Regions from separate parts of the Mus musculus genome. Here all the other regions are linked to region 2. The links are chromatin contacts, called in public promoter capture Hi-C maps. All regions are on one chromosome and are shown on one strand. The core of a region is the stretch at or near the end of the contact, and the rest is flanking DNA. Distances in the headings are between cores, read along the strand shown.

Region 1 (4,518 bases), core at 230-2,729, 2.4 Mb after region 2:
AACTTCCTAAAGACTTCCCTGAAAGAGGGTAGGGGGGACATTGTTTTGGTTTTTTGTTTTGTTTTGTTGTTGTTCTTTTTGGTTTGGGGCTTGTTTTGTTTTGTTTTTTGGCGAGTCATCTACTGAAATATATATCTACAGTGCTTCTAATTTTCTTTCCTTTTTTATAAAAGGGTTTACTTAGTTTATTTGCAGAGAAATTTGGCCTGCGAGGCATGAACGTACACCACATATATGCTTGGTACTAACAGAGTCCAGAAAAGGGTGTCAAATCCTTTGGAACTGGAGTTACAGGTAGTTGTTAGCATACATCTGGGTCCTGGGAATTGAACTCAGGTCCTCTGGAAGAACAGCCAGTGCTCTTAGCCACTGAGCCATCTCTCCTGTCCCAAGTGTTTCTTTACTTCAATTCAAAGATTTGTACTGCTTTGCTCTTACTACACTGGTCAACTCTTTTGTTTTCCTTTGGCTGAATGCTTGCTTGGTGAGTAATGGTGTCCCCTGAGGTTATCAGCGCTCTGCTGGAACAGCTTTAGCCTCAGCCTTCACAGTGTTCCGTTTTCCATGTTCTCATGGGGTCTATAACTGCACTTTTAATTTTCTACTTTAAACCATACATTGTTTAAATGTTTTCTTCTTTAAAAAAAAAATTCTCCTCTCTCACGGCTGGAGAGACGGCTCAGAGGTTAAGAGCACTGACTGCTCTTCCAGAGGTCTTGGGTTCAATTCCCAGCAATCACTTGGTGGCTCACAACTATCTCTAATGGGATCTGACACTCTCTTCTGGTGTGTCTGAAGATAGTGTACTCACACTCATAAAATAAATAAATCTTAAAAAAAAAAAGTTTCAACATTCCCTTCCTTTAACCTTCTACTTTCCCCAGTCGCTGGTGTGGTATGGTGTGATGTTCACCTTTCCATCTCTGATCCTGAGAGAGATTCGGGGATTATGATCACAGATGCGCGCCATCACACTGGAATCCGTGTGGTGCCAAGAACGAAACCCGGGGCTTTATACATGTTAACCAAGTGCTCTCTCAACTGAGCTAACATCTTCAGCCCTGATTTGCCAGTACGTAAGTTGAGGTCCTCACCTACTCATACACGTGAAAGAAAAATTACAGAAGAACAAAATAGCTCAACTGGAAATAAAATGCAGAGAAGTAATGCGGTTGAGACAACTAAGCTACTGGGTTTCAGGTCAGAAGTGGCTTGAGGCGGCAGGAAGGCAACTTCCGGGATGTTAATAGGCAGGGCTGATGCAAGGAGCATCACTAACAAGTAGCATAAACACTGGCTAGTTGGAGGAAGCTTCTGAGCAGGATAAATACTGGATATAAACAAACAGCAGGGCCATCTCATGCGCTGTCTCCATAGCAACAAGAAGAGCAATACCCCCCACAGGGGATCGGGCTTGTGGGTTGAGACCTGGAAAATAGAGTGGGGCTCCCTCGCTCAGGAAAGGGGGCTGGAAACAGCAGCTAGTGATTACTGCAGGCTGACTGCATCTGTGAGGCTGCATGCTGGAGAAGCCTTGCCTCTCTACTCAGTGCATGAGAAGCGACCCACAGCTCCCAGACTAAACCTGTGATGTGTCAGAATGACTGCAGAACAGGAATGCCAAGCTGCTAGTTTAAGACTTGCGATCAACATTTTGTATATTACACTGAAATTTTCCTTAAGAGGGAGGAGCTTATGAGGTATGAACTGGGGGGAGGGGGGCCGCAGGAAGGAACCAGGAAATTAAAGAGAAAGCACACAGATGGCTCTTTAATTGCCTTCACCGAGGTCCTGCAAACTATAAGTCCAGAAAACAAGTAGACACCCATATGAAGAAAAGCGATGCTATAATTCCAGAACCTAGAAGACAGAAGCAAGAAAAACTCAGGACCAGTCTGGGTCTCATGGCTGAGCTGGCTCTCAAAGGAAACAAAGAGGACTCTGGTGGTGGTGGCACACACCTTTAATCCCAGCATTGGAAGGAGGGTGGCAGCAGAGGCAGACAGACCTCTGAGTTCAAAGCCAGCCTGGTCTACAAAGTGACTTCCAGGACAGCCAGGGCTACACAGAGAAAGCCTGTCTTCAGGAACCAATAGTTAATTAATTAATAATTAATAAAATGTGATCTGTGTCTTAATTCTCCTTTCGCGGAGGCTACTTGAAGTGTTTAAATCCATTTGTATGCCACATCAAGCTTCTGTAGGACTGCTGGAGTCTGAGCTCCTGTGAACAAATTCCCAGGGCTCAGGCAAGAACCACGCAGTTGGTGAAGCCACTGTCCCTGCCACCACAGAATCAGGAGGTTACCTGCCTAGCCAGGTGCGGGCCCCATCAGGAAGCTGACTGCTCAGCAAGAAAGTCTCTTCCAGAAAGTCTCCTCCTGATTTGCCTTTGCTGCTTTTTGCACCTACAGCAGCAAAAGAGAGGTCCCATGCCCCAGGTGACTTGGTTCTAAAGCTAGTCTCACTTGAATGCACCACCTTGGCTGTCATTTGCTGTAAAGAATCATCTCCCGTGGCAGCCAAACTGGGTTAGAGAACAAAACCATTTAAGAAACTCGCCATATGTTTGGGTTCATCGTGGAATCCGTGAACCGCCTTGGTGATGCCAGCCTCCAAAAGAAACTGGCAAACGCTCTTCCTTTGGTCACCTTGAAGCTGAGTAACCTCTCTGTACTTGGGATGGTCAATCACACGTCCATTACAGGCAGGTTTCTTCCTGAAAGCTTTCACAAGTTTCTTTTTGTCATAACTGTCCGCAACACCCTGCACAGCGATCAGGGTCTGCCTGCCGTCCCGCTGCTGGATTCTTATATGAATGTAGTCCTCAGTCCCTGCGGGGAGTAAGTCATTGCCCTTAGTTGCATCAGCAAGGGGGTCGAAAGATTGGAAGTTCTGGACAGTGGGCATGCAAAACTAGTGTGAGGCTGGCCAAGGGATAAAATTCTAATCACCGTGTCAGGAGGCTGCAACAGTGAGAAACAGAAATCAATCCAGTGTGGCTCTTTAATCCTTCCAATTAGGATCTTAATTCTCTAATTTTAGTTCCCCTGTAACTCTGAGACAAATGATACATAAACAGAAATTATAAAAAAAAATATGAAACTGGTGGCCTTGCCCAAGTCTAGGAGTAAAATTTCTTTTTCCTTATTCAGCAGTATATTTTCCCCTAGCCCTTGTTTTGCTTCATGCCCCTATTGCCATTTATCCTAAAGAAAGATTATCCTTATTGGAATTTTCCAAATACTTAGTGCCCTACACTCTTCCCACTGCTCACAAAGAACAGTGTTACGTGTCAGACACGTTACCAATCACAATGAGACAGAAAGCACCATGGAACTGTGGCTAACATAGGCTTTGAACCTTTGTTGGGTGGTTTGAGGGTACTAGGCCCAAGGAAGCAATAACGCTCTCTGGATTCAGCCCCTACAGAAACCAAAGACAACTTTCTAGTTATATAGCCTATAAGTCTTATAGATTAGAAAAGTAAGCTATTGGATCCCGGAGTGATGGTCTGCAGACAAGAGGTTGTCACTCATTCTGTCTGAGCAATGCAGACACTCAGTATCTTGTGGCTCACTCTGTGTTTATGTTCATAGTTCAGGAATGGCTCCTGGGTCTGTTTTGAGGCATGCTGGTCATGGCTGGCCTTGGCTGAGTTTTGTAAAGGTGTCTGTCTCTGTCCATCAAGAGCACATCTGTGTGTGTATGCTGCAGTTCCTAACATGCAGGACCCACTTTTCTCTTTCTTCCCACTTAGGCACTGGTATAACACCACTCTGCTGGAGGGCAAGTGGAGGGGATGTTTCCTTGGCTCCTTGCCCAGGACTCAGCAGACTTACACCCAGCACCAGCCCATCTCCCTGGCTGTTCTCTGATTCTGAACAGATGTGATGTGCTCTGACTTAAACTCATGCTATGGTTTGGCTGTAAGACAAAACGTACCATGTCCAATTCCTTCCTGCAGCCCGAATTTCCACTCTGGAAACACTCAGCCGTGTACTGGGAAGCACGTGCCAGCCCTTCAGTGAGCAATAGCCACACAGGAGAGGTGAGACAAAGTGTCAGCTGCATTTGAGCCATGGTACACAGGCAGGTTGGTTGGTTGGTTTGTTCGTTTGGTTGGTTGGTTTTGGTTTTTTGGTTTTTTGGGTGTTTTTTGGTTTTTTTGTTTGTTTGTTTTTTGGTTTTGGTTGTTTTGTTTTGTTTTGTTTTTCGAGACAGAGTTTCTCTGTATAGCCCTGGCTGTCCTGGAACTCACTTTGTAGACTGGGCTAGCCTCGAATTCAGAAATTCTCCTGCCTCTGCCTCCCCAGTGCTGGGGTCAAAGGCGTGCACCACTACACCCGGCGGCAGGTTTGTTTTTAAAACTAGTGTGTTGTTTTGTTTTGTTGTTGTTGTTGTTTCTTGCTAGCTAGTTATAGAGAATCACAAAAATACTGTATTTTATTTCACAACCCATTTACATGGACTTCTCAACAGAGGACATTCTCTTGGGTATATGTACGTGTGTGTGTAC
Region 2 (4,165 bases), core at 589-3,088:
TTGTTTGCTTGCTTGCTTGCTTGCTTGCTTGCTTGTTTTTGGCTTTTTGTTTTGTTTTGTTTGCCATAGCATGACTTGAAAAGGGAAAGGTTTATGAAAAGTAGGGGGAGTGTGGACTTGTAGTGCATCATACGAAGTGCGATCAGGAAGAATTCAAGAGAGATCTTTTAACCGTGAGCGGTTTGACAGATCCTTGGGGGTAAAAAAAAATAATGAATAATTTAAAAGTTTCCACCCACTAATAATTTTGATAAGAAGTAGTTATCAGTGCAAACACAGGCTGCACCCTGATAGAGGACGCAGCCTCTTAAGCCTGGACTTAGTTGCTGGCAGCTCTGGGGAAAAGAATGGAAGCAGACCAACTGAAGAGATGCCTGCCCCAGGGCTTGGAACCTTCCAGTCGGTTCCTCTAACCCACACGTCTCTTTCAGGAGCAAGTCAAGTCCGTCTGAGGGGTTTGGGGTGGGGGATGAAATCAGACCCTCACAATTTTTCCCCACTACCCCACTGTGCTGTACTTAACCTAGCTGAAAACCAGGTGGCCTGCGAGAAGGGAGGGGGAGAAGAGAAAGAGGAGGCTCCCGGGGACTCAGACACAGCAAGCCTGGAACCGGTGGCCTAAAGACAGTCCAAGAGAGACAGGACCGTAGCGGGAGGGGAGAGGGGCATCTGCCCGTTGCCCGTAACCCAGTTACTGAGCCAAGGAACAGACCCGCCTCCGACCTCCTGCAGAGCTTCGGCCAGGGTACCGATTCCCCAGGGGCAGTCAGCCAGCTCCGGGCAATCACCACCTGAGTGATCACCCCCCATGGTCCCAGTTCCGAGTTCTACAGCGTTGCAGCCAACGCCCCGGGAAGAGGGCGCTCACCCTCACCCCAGGTGGCCCTACCTGGCTCTCAAGTACACAGAATGAGATCCGGGAAGGTGGCGATCTCTCTAAGTGAGAGATCGGTCTCGGCCCACGCACGCCCAGGGTCTCTGGGCCACCCCTCCTCGTCACTCCTCAGGCCATGGAGAGCCCGGGGATGGCGAGCTGGGTCCTTTGTTCCCCCTCACCAAGTGCAGAGGCAGTTTTCCCCCCCAAGCCAAACCCAGAAAGAAACATTGATCTCTCTGTATCTTCTGCAGGGCGTACCCAGGATATCTGGTTATTCAAGGACATGTGTATCTCAGTTGCAGGAGAAAAAAAAAAAATCAATAGTGTTTGAAACTGCGGAGTCGCGGGCAAAGGAGACGGAACATGGCCACTGGCTTCATCCTCAATAGCCGAGCTCTGGGCTCCCGGTCCGGGATCCCCTATATCCCCCAGCCCCCGAGCTTGGGTGGAGGGGCAGGAGCAAGGGAAGAGGGGTGGGGGCCCGGCCGCGTCACCACCCACCTGCGGCCACCGCGGAGCAGCCCCAGAGCAGCAGCAGCCGTGCGCAGCTCCCCATGGCCGGGCAGCTGCGGGAGCGGGTGGGATGAAGCGGCAGTGGTCCTCGGGAGCACCGGGGGCTCTGTGGTTCTTCCTCCTCCCGGAGCGCCAGGCTCGCTCAGTGGGCACCGTGGGCACAGAGCCGCGGGCCGGGGCCGCGCCAGGCGGCGGGGTGACCGTCGCGCACCGGCCTGGCGGGGCCCGGGCAGCTCAGCAGCGGCGGGAGCCCCGGGATCATAGCCGGCCTGGCCGCTGCCGGCTGAGCGGCCCTGAGGGCGGGTGCGCCGCTCGCCCAGGGCTCGGCGCCCGCAGCCGACGCTGAACTTTGCGAGACCTTTCACTTCCCGGCCGCCGCCGCCTCCCGGCTGTCCTCCTCCGCTTTTCCCACCTTCTGTGGCCGCCGAGGCTCGGTCCCGTCCTTCTCCATGGGCAGTTCCATGGGATGCATTTTTATTGCACCGACACCGCGGCGCTCCGGTGCCAGCCCTCCTCCTCCCCTCGCACCTCCACCCCTTCCTCCCGCCCGCCCCCCGCGCTTGACAGCCGGGCGGTGCAGACGCGCGGGTCCGGTCATTGTCGCCGCCGCCGCCGCCCAGGGGGAGGGGGTGTCTGCAGCCCCCGCTGCGCGCATCTCCCTGCCTGACCTCGCGGGTGCCCTCCAGCACCCAAGGGCCTCGCCTGGGAAACAGTCTCCCACCTTCTCCAGGAACATTCCTGAGAGCAGTTGACTCCCTCCGGATCAGGTCAGGGCATGCCAAGGGGCTTAAAAACCCGCGAAACAGGCGAGCGACTACTTTCCAAAAAATCACCCAGCAAAACAAGCCTTCCCCCCTCCCCCAACACCACTCCACAGCACCCATTCTCTGCGAGTCCCACGGTCTGGGTTAGGACCACCCCAGACCCCCAATTCTGCCTAGGGTACTGCCAGTGAACGCGCACCAAGTGCCAAGGGTCCTTTAAGTCTCTGCTACCTTTTTGGGGGGTGCAGCCCAAAGGAGTCGAAGGTGTACCCGTTTGGTGTAAAAGATGTTCTCACACGGCCTGAAAGACCAGGATCCATGATCAGGGAATCAACTGTTTAAGAACATCTATGTCTGGAGCATCGACATAAGAATGCCTGGGTCCTAGGTGCATTCACACATTCTTCATAGTATGGTGAGCAGGGGAACCATAAAGTTATGAAATATCTTATGGGGAGCAATTTAGCAGCAACCACAAGCAGCTAATTGTAGCTCAGGGCTGGTGTTTATGAAAGGAGATTAAATAGCACTTCAGCCTGGGACTTCTGTAACTTCTCTGAAAATATAGTTCTGCTTACACATGCAAAGAAATTGGCAAACGTTGAGTCGAAGGCAATTCTGTATTGCAGCATTCAGTGTGTGTCTTTGAGTATTTTCCAGAAAGTTAACTGCTTTGCAGATACCATTCAGTTATTATAAATTGTCAGAAATACAGATGGGGCCAATTAGAGCTTTGGGGGCACACGTAGATATTATTTATAATGACCGAGCTGGAGACATATAGGTTTCTATCTCTCTAAAGGAACTGAGTTGAGGTTAGCATAATCCACTGGGAGGCGTTAAAATTATTATTTTGGCCAGTACTGGAAGTGGCAGGCGACATGAGAACCGTCACCAGCTTTCGAAAACAAACTCTGAGCTTTCAAATACTGGCCACGCTGGAGCCTCCGTTGGCTCTCACAGGTGATGCTTCTGATGCAGTTGCTAAAATGCTTCTCCCAACTGTTCTTTTTATTAAATGAACGACAGGGGATCGTAACAGGCTAAGGCTCCCAGCCTAAACACTAGCCTACAGGCCAAGAAAAAGGAAGAGAAAGACAGTATTTACTATTAATCTCTGAGACAATATATTAAGTTGAGGCAGGGCTAATCCATGCCTGATTATGAATTTCAGAAGCATTTGCTGGGTACTCCCCTGATCGCTTTGTAACTGGTTTGTCGCTCCTTTAATAAAGCAGCAAGATCCTTAAATGGCAGCTAGACACTTAGACTATGCAAGACACAATTATGTGGTTTTTTTCTTACATTGCTCGTTATTCTTAACTGAAAACACTTGTCAGACATGCAATAAATGTTTTGACAGTTATCTCAAAACTATTGTTATATGCTAAGAATAGAGACTGAGAAGAAAAGCGGCGAAATAAGAACGATTCCCAGGATTCTAGAGGAATGTGGGATCTCCACAGCAATACTTTAAGTGTGGACTAGCTCAAGAGAAACGGTAATGAGCATTCGAATAAATGTTGTCTGGGCGCAATGTGGTGGTTTCCGCCTGTAACCTTAGCCATTGGTAGAGGCAAGAAGCTCATGTTTTCAAGGCCAGCCTTGGCTACAAAGCAAGCATGAGGCTAGCTAGGTCTACATGAGATCCTGTCTTTTTTTTTTTTAAGTGCATATCTAGTATACGTTCTTACAAATTATATTTTCATTTTGAAGAAAGGACCCAAGAGAGTTGGCCAATGTGAGGAAAATGTGTTCCGGGGTGGGGACATTGCTCATTATGACTTCGTGTTATGAAAATGTCAAGAACTGACTCAGAACTTTCGAGGTGTCATGGATTACAGGGAGGGTTGGAGAAATTGCAGGATTTCAATAGCAGGTTTTCCAAAGCCACAAATCCACAAATTTAATGTAGAACATTCCTGACGACTTGGAAGGATGTTGACAGGACCGCTAATATATATCTACATCAGAAAGGCAAAAGGTCTATACACCAAAGACCTCATTCCCA
Region 3 (4,245 bases), core at 220-2,719, 2.6 Mb after region 2:
TTGGGAGGTGAAGGCAGGAAGATCAGGGGTTCAATGTCACCTTCGGCTATATAGTGAGTTCTAATCTAACCTAGGCTACCTAAGAGCCTTTCTCAAAAAACCAAACCAACCACTCAACCATAGACCCCCCCCCCCAAAAAAAAAAAAAAACAAAAAACTCAAGGACTCAGGGTGTCACCAATAAACTAAGCTGGAAATAAACCTGCATCAAAACTACTCTACCCTGGAGGATATCCAGAGTCTTTTCTGAATTCTATTAGCTCTCTTATTCCACATTTACACTAATATATCACTAATATATGCTTGGTTTCAAAGCTACAAATGTTGAGCGGGATGGCGGTGCCCCCACTACTGCAAATAAAGTGTAAAAATACATGTATATAGCTGGGTTGTATGTGTCATACAGCCAGGTTGTGGTAGTACATGCCTTTAACACCAGTACTAGGGAGGTGGAGGCAGGCAGATCTCTGAGTTCCAGGCCAGCCTGGCCTACAAAGTGAGTTCAAGGACAGCCAGGGCTACACAGAGAAACCCTGTATCAAAAAACTAAAACAACAACAATAAGAAAACACGAATGTTTAGTCTTAAGGGAAAACATATTCTTTACAATGTTACATACAGTTCAACTTGTAATTTAGGAGTAAGACTATATAGTCTTTTATAGCTGTTAAGAACATGCATGTCTGGTGTCTTACAACCATTGGTAACTCCAGCTTCTTGGATTTGACACTCTCTTGCGGGATCCTCGCGCACCTGCACACACGTGCACAAATACACTGACACTCATACACATAAACAAGAATAAATCTTTAAAAAAGGACTATAGTTTTAATGTAGGCACACAGCTCTAAATAGGAGAAAGTCTCATTAGCATTTATCGCTCAGCAACAACGAACTTTTTTTTATTAGGCTGCAGACATTTTAAGAGTGCGATTTTTGGTGGAGGGTGGAGCAAACTCATCCGCAAAGCTACAGAGTGGACGGGAAGTAGTGGTTTTTAGGTATGTGCAAACTTGTGACGTGCAGTAGTAGATGCTTAATAAAGTGTGGGCCGAGTCCTGGGTGACATGTTCCCAGACTTTAGAGGGCAGCGACAGGAGCATGCTACCAGAACATTGTTAAAAGAGCGTATTCAAGCGAGAGTGGGTTGGCTCGAGGTGCTAGGCGCCCACGCGAGGCCCGACCCACGGCCTGCAGCATCGCACACTTACCAGGCCAGGCCCAGGGTCATCGCCAGAGACAGCAGGCTGAGCCCAGTGCGGGGGTCCGCCCAGCCCGCGTCCCCCCGCGCCTCGGGGTTTTTCCTGCCATCACTCCGCTTCTCGGGCTCAGGAGCAGCCACTTTGGGCCCCGGCTTCTTTCGGCTCTTCACTTCGGACATGTCTGGATCCCTGAAGATCTTGAAGCCAGGATGGCTTTGGAGGGGGGCCGTGGGACGTGGCTGCAGAGCAGCTTCGGAAGGCCACGCCCACCAAGGCTGTGCCCCGCCCTCAAGCGGCTGGCCCCGCCTCTGGATTCCGCTACCCGACTGAGTCTGCGGGAGACCCAAGCTCGCGGGTGCGCGCAGGTTGCGGAGAGGCGCGTAGAGGGGGCGGGGCCGAGAGTGCCACGTCTAGCTGGGCGCGAGCCCGCGGCTTAGCCCCACCCCACCGCGCATGCGAGAACGCTCAACCAGGGCTTGCGGTCACGCGCCGGGCGGGGCGCGCGCGCGCGGCCGCGGCGGCGGGCCCTGGGCGAGTGAATTTGCGTGCCCGGGCGCGCGCTGTGTGGACTGGGCGGGCCCAGCGGTGTTTGAGTGCTCCGCGGTCCTGAGGCAGAGACCAGGAGGCAGCTAGAGGAGCAGACGTCTCACTCCGCTCGCGGAAGGGTGTGAGAGGGGTGTGTGGGGGTCGGCAGCGAGGGGTGTGTGCCATCAGCCACCGGCGACGATCTGAGACAGTCGCAGCGGCTTTCCGAGCGGCGTCCGCTTCCCGCCCGGGCAGCTCCCGCCAGAGGGGTGAAGCGGCGACTGGAGTGGCCGTGCTTTTGTGCCCTGGGTCCCGGTACCCTCCCCTGGTGCGGCCCGAGGCAAGCCCACCGAGGTGACCACCCCTCGACGCCGCTTGGAGATCCCGGGCATCCACCCTGCGCCCCGAGCAGCTGATACCCAGGGAGGTGTCAGGACCTGCCCGGGGCGCGGGGTCGCCGGAAGCCAGGCGGGAGCCCCGGCTGCTTTCTGGCAATCTAGTCTCATAAGTGACCCTCCCTGGGCTGCTTTCTTTCGATTATCATCAGTGACCCTCCCCCGGCTGCTCTTCCCAGCACAACTCCGGTGCAAAGGCTTGGGTAAGTTTACTGCCTCGGTCTCACCTCCCCAAGCTCCTCTGGGCAGGCTCTTTGCAAGTTCTGTTGTAGCTCCCAGGGACTGAAAGATCAGGGGACGCGGGATGTTTGGTAATCATCCTCCTGCTCTTGTACCAGGAAGAGAAATTATCTAAGGAGGAAGTAGACCACTATTACTGTTTTCCTGGATAGACTTAGCCTTTATATTGTGGTCTGTATCTCGGACCAGTTTTGGCTTTCTGTTTTGTTGTGGCCACAAAGAGGTTGTGGCCCTGGGAATTTGCCCATAGTATTCCAGTTTGTGTAAAGTTTGAAAAAAGTTGTTTAAAATTTATATAATTTATGGCTGGGCATGGTGGTGCACGCCTTTAATCCTAGCACTCGGGAGGCAGAGGCAGGTGGATTTCTGAGTTCGAGGCCAGTCTGGTCTACAAAGTGAGTTCCAGGACAGCCAGGGCTATACAGAGAAACCCTGTCTCGAAAAACCAAAAAAAAAAAAAAAAAAAAAAAAAAAAAAAAACCAAAACAAAAAAAATATTATATATATATATATAATTTATGTATATGAGTTCAGTAAGGCTAGAGAAAATTGGAACTTAGTTGTCAAAGTGTTTTTTGTTTTTGTTTTTTTTTTTTTTTTTGGAGACAGGGTTTCTCTGTGTAGCCCTGGCTGTTCTGGAACTCACTCTGTAGACCAGGCTGGCCTTGAACTCAGAAATCCACCTGCCTCTGACTCCCAAGTGCTGGGATTAAAGGTGTGCTCCACCACTGCCCGGTAGAGTATTTGGTTTTTGCTTAATTATTGGACATAACCAAAAATCTTTTCATAACGGGGTTTCTCTGCATAGCCCTGGCTGTCCTGGAACTCACTTTGTAGACCAGGCTGGCCTCGAACTCAGAGATCCACCTGTCTCTGCCTCCGGAGTGCTGGGATTAAAGGCGTGGGCCACGATGCCCGGCTGAGAAACTTTTAGGAAACTAAAAATGTTAGTCTTGTTTCTGGTCATTTCTTTTTCTTTGATTTTCCTTTTTTCTTCAGTTAGTTTCATTCCAGTTGTGGGCGCACAAACGAATGACTTCTTTATTTTTGCAAGTGCAACATTTGATGTCTTAAAAAAATTTTTTTTTGAAGTTGAATGATTCTTGCCCTTCTTCGGCGCTCTGTATATTACTCTGTGCCTATTTCAGTTTTTGCACGTAGGACAGTCATCTTCTGATTATCTCTTTTTGTTGTGTATACACACACACACACACACACACACTCCTAATGAAGGAATGATTATGCATATTTAAGACATTCACACTTTACTACATTGGAGGGAGTTTTTGTCAGTGCTTTTACAACTTGCAAACATTCAAAACTGAACTTTATACCCGTGGAATAATTTTTGTTGTAATGTAGGGAAGTTGTTAGGAAATGAAAGTCACTTTCTGTAAAGCATGATACTCTTTGTTCGTTACCTTGGTCCAAGAAGTGACATCAGAGGGAATTTCCTGTGGTTCTGTGAATATGTGCTTACTAGTGAAGATCTGCGGCTGATGTCCATGTTGAGAAGCTGGTATCAGCAACGCTACTTGGTTTATAGGTTGGATAAAGGAAACACGCTTTAAAGCACCAGGACTTGAGTATTACAGTAAAACTTTTACAGAACCTCAACCTAAGAGAAGGGAGAATTTTTACTGTAAAAAATTTTACTATAAAAAAACCCAAAGTGTTTATTGGAAAAGTGGCAACACTTTATAAAATTATGAAGGAAGAAAGCCAGAATCTTGCTATCAGTCTCCCAAACACTTTGATGAACGACTCTTGAGCATCTTCTTAATACAGTTATGTGACACAACACATTTTGTGTTATTTGAGGCTTTATTTCTAATTTTCTAAATTAGCAGTGACTTAGACCTATCTTTCCTTGTCAGCATATA

What was found. Promoter capture Hi-C pulls out the DNA fragments that hold promoters and counts their contacts.
Region 1: a contact with region 2 is called in a promoter capture Hi-C map of hippocampal neurons, with 8 times the contacts expected there. The contact joins the enhancer-like site here to the promoter of Ntn4 in region 2. A contact is called at or near these places in 2 of 39 promoter capture datasets (cranial neural crest and hippocampal neurons) and 1 of 115 datasets of contacts at active chromatin or transcription factors (embryonic forebrain).
Region 3: a contact with region 2 is called in a promoter capture Hi-C map of pre-B cells, with 5 times the contacts expected there. The contact joins the promoter of Ikbip here to the promoter of Ntn4 in region 2. A contact is called at or near these places in 2 of 39 promoter capture datasets (hippocampal neurons and pre-B cells).

Annotation. Positions count from the first base shown.
Region 1 is chr10:91,226,577-91,231,094 of GRCm38.p6, reverse strand. No RefSeq gene overlaps it. Among named protein-coding and RNA genes, the nearest start is that of 4930534H03Rik, 8.2 kb to the right of the region's middle. Within about 2 kb of position 1,479, at least 128 of the 459 cell types and tissues checked have an H3K27ac peak or open chromatin away from gene starts, as enhancers often do. A contact at or near this core is called in embryonic forebrain and hippocampal neurons, where this site is marked.
Region 2 is chr10:93,638,722-93,642,886 of GRCm38.p6, reverse strand. It overlaps Ntn4 (netrin 4), which reads right to left and starts at 1,838. Exons shown (of 10, transcript NM_021320.3): 1 at 1,379-1,838. The coding sequence starts at 1,433.
Region 3 is chr10:91,080,263-91,084,507 of GRCm38.p6, reverse strand. Ikbip (IKBKB interacting protein) reads right to left here and starts at 1,469. Exons shown (of 3, transcript NM_026166.2): 1 at 1,212-1,469. The coding sequence starts at 1,381. Apaf1 (apoptotic peptidase activating factor 1) reads left to right here and starts at 1,765. Exons shown (of 27, transcript NM_009684.2): 1 at 1,765-2,325.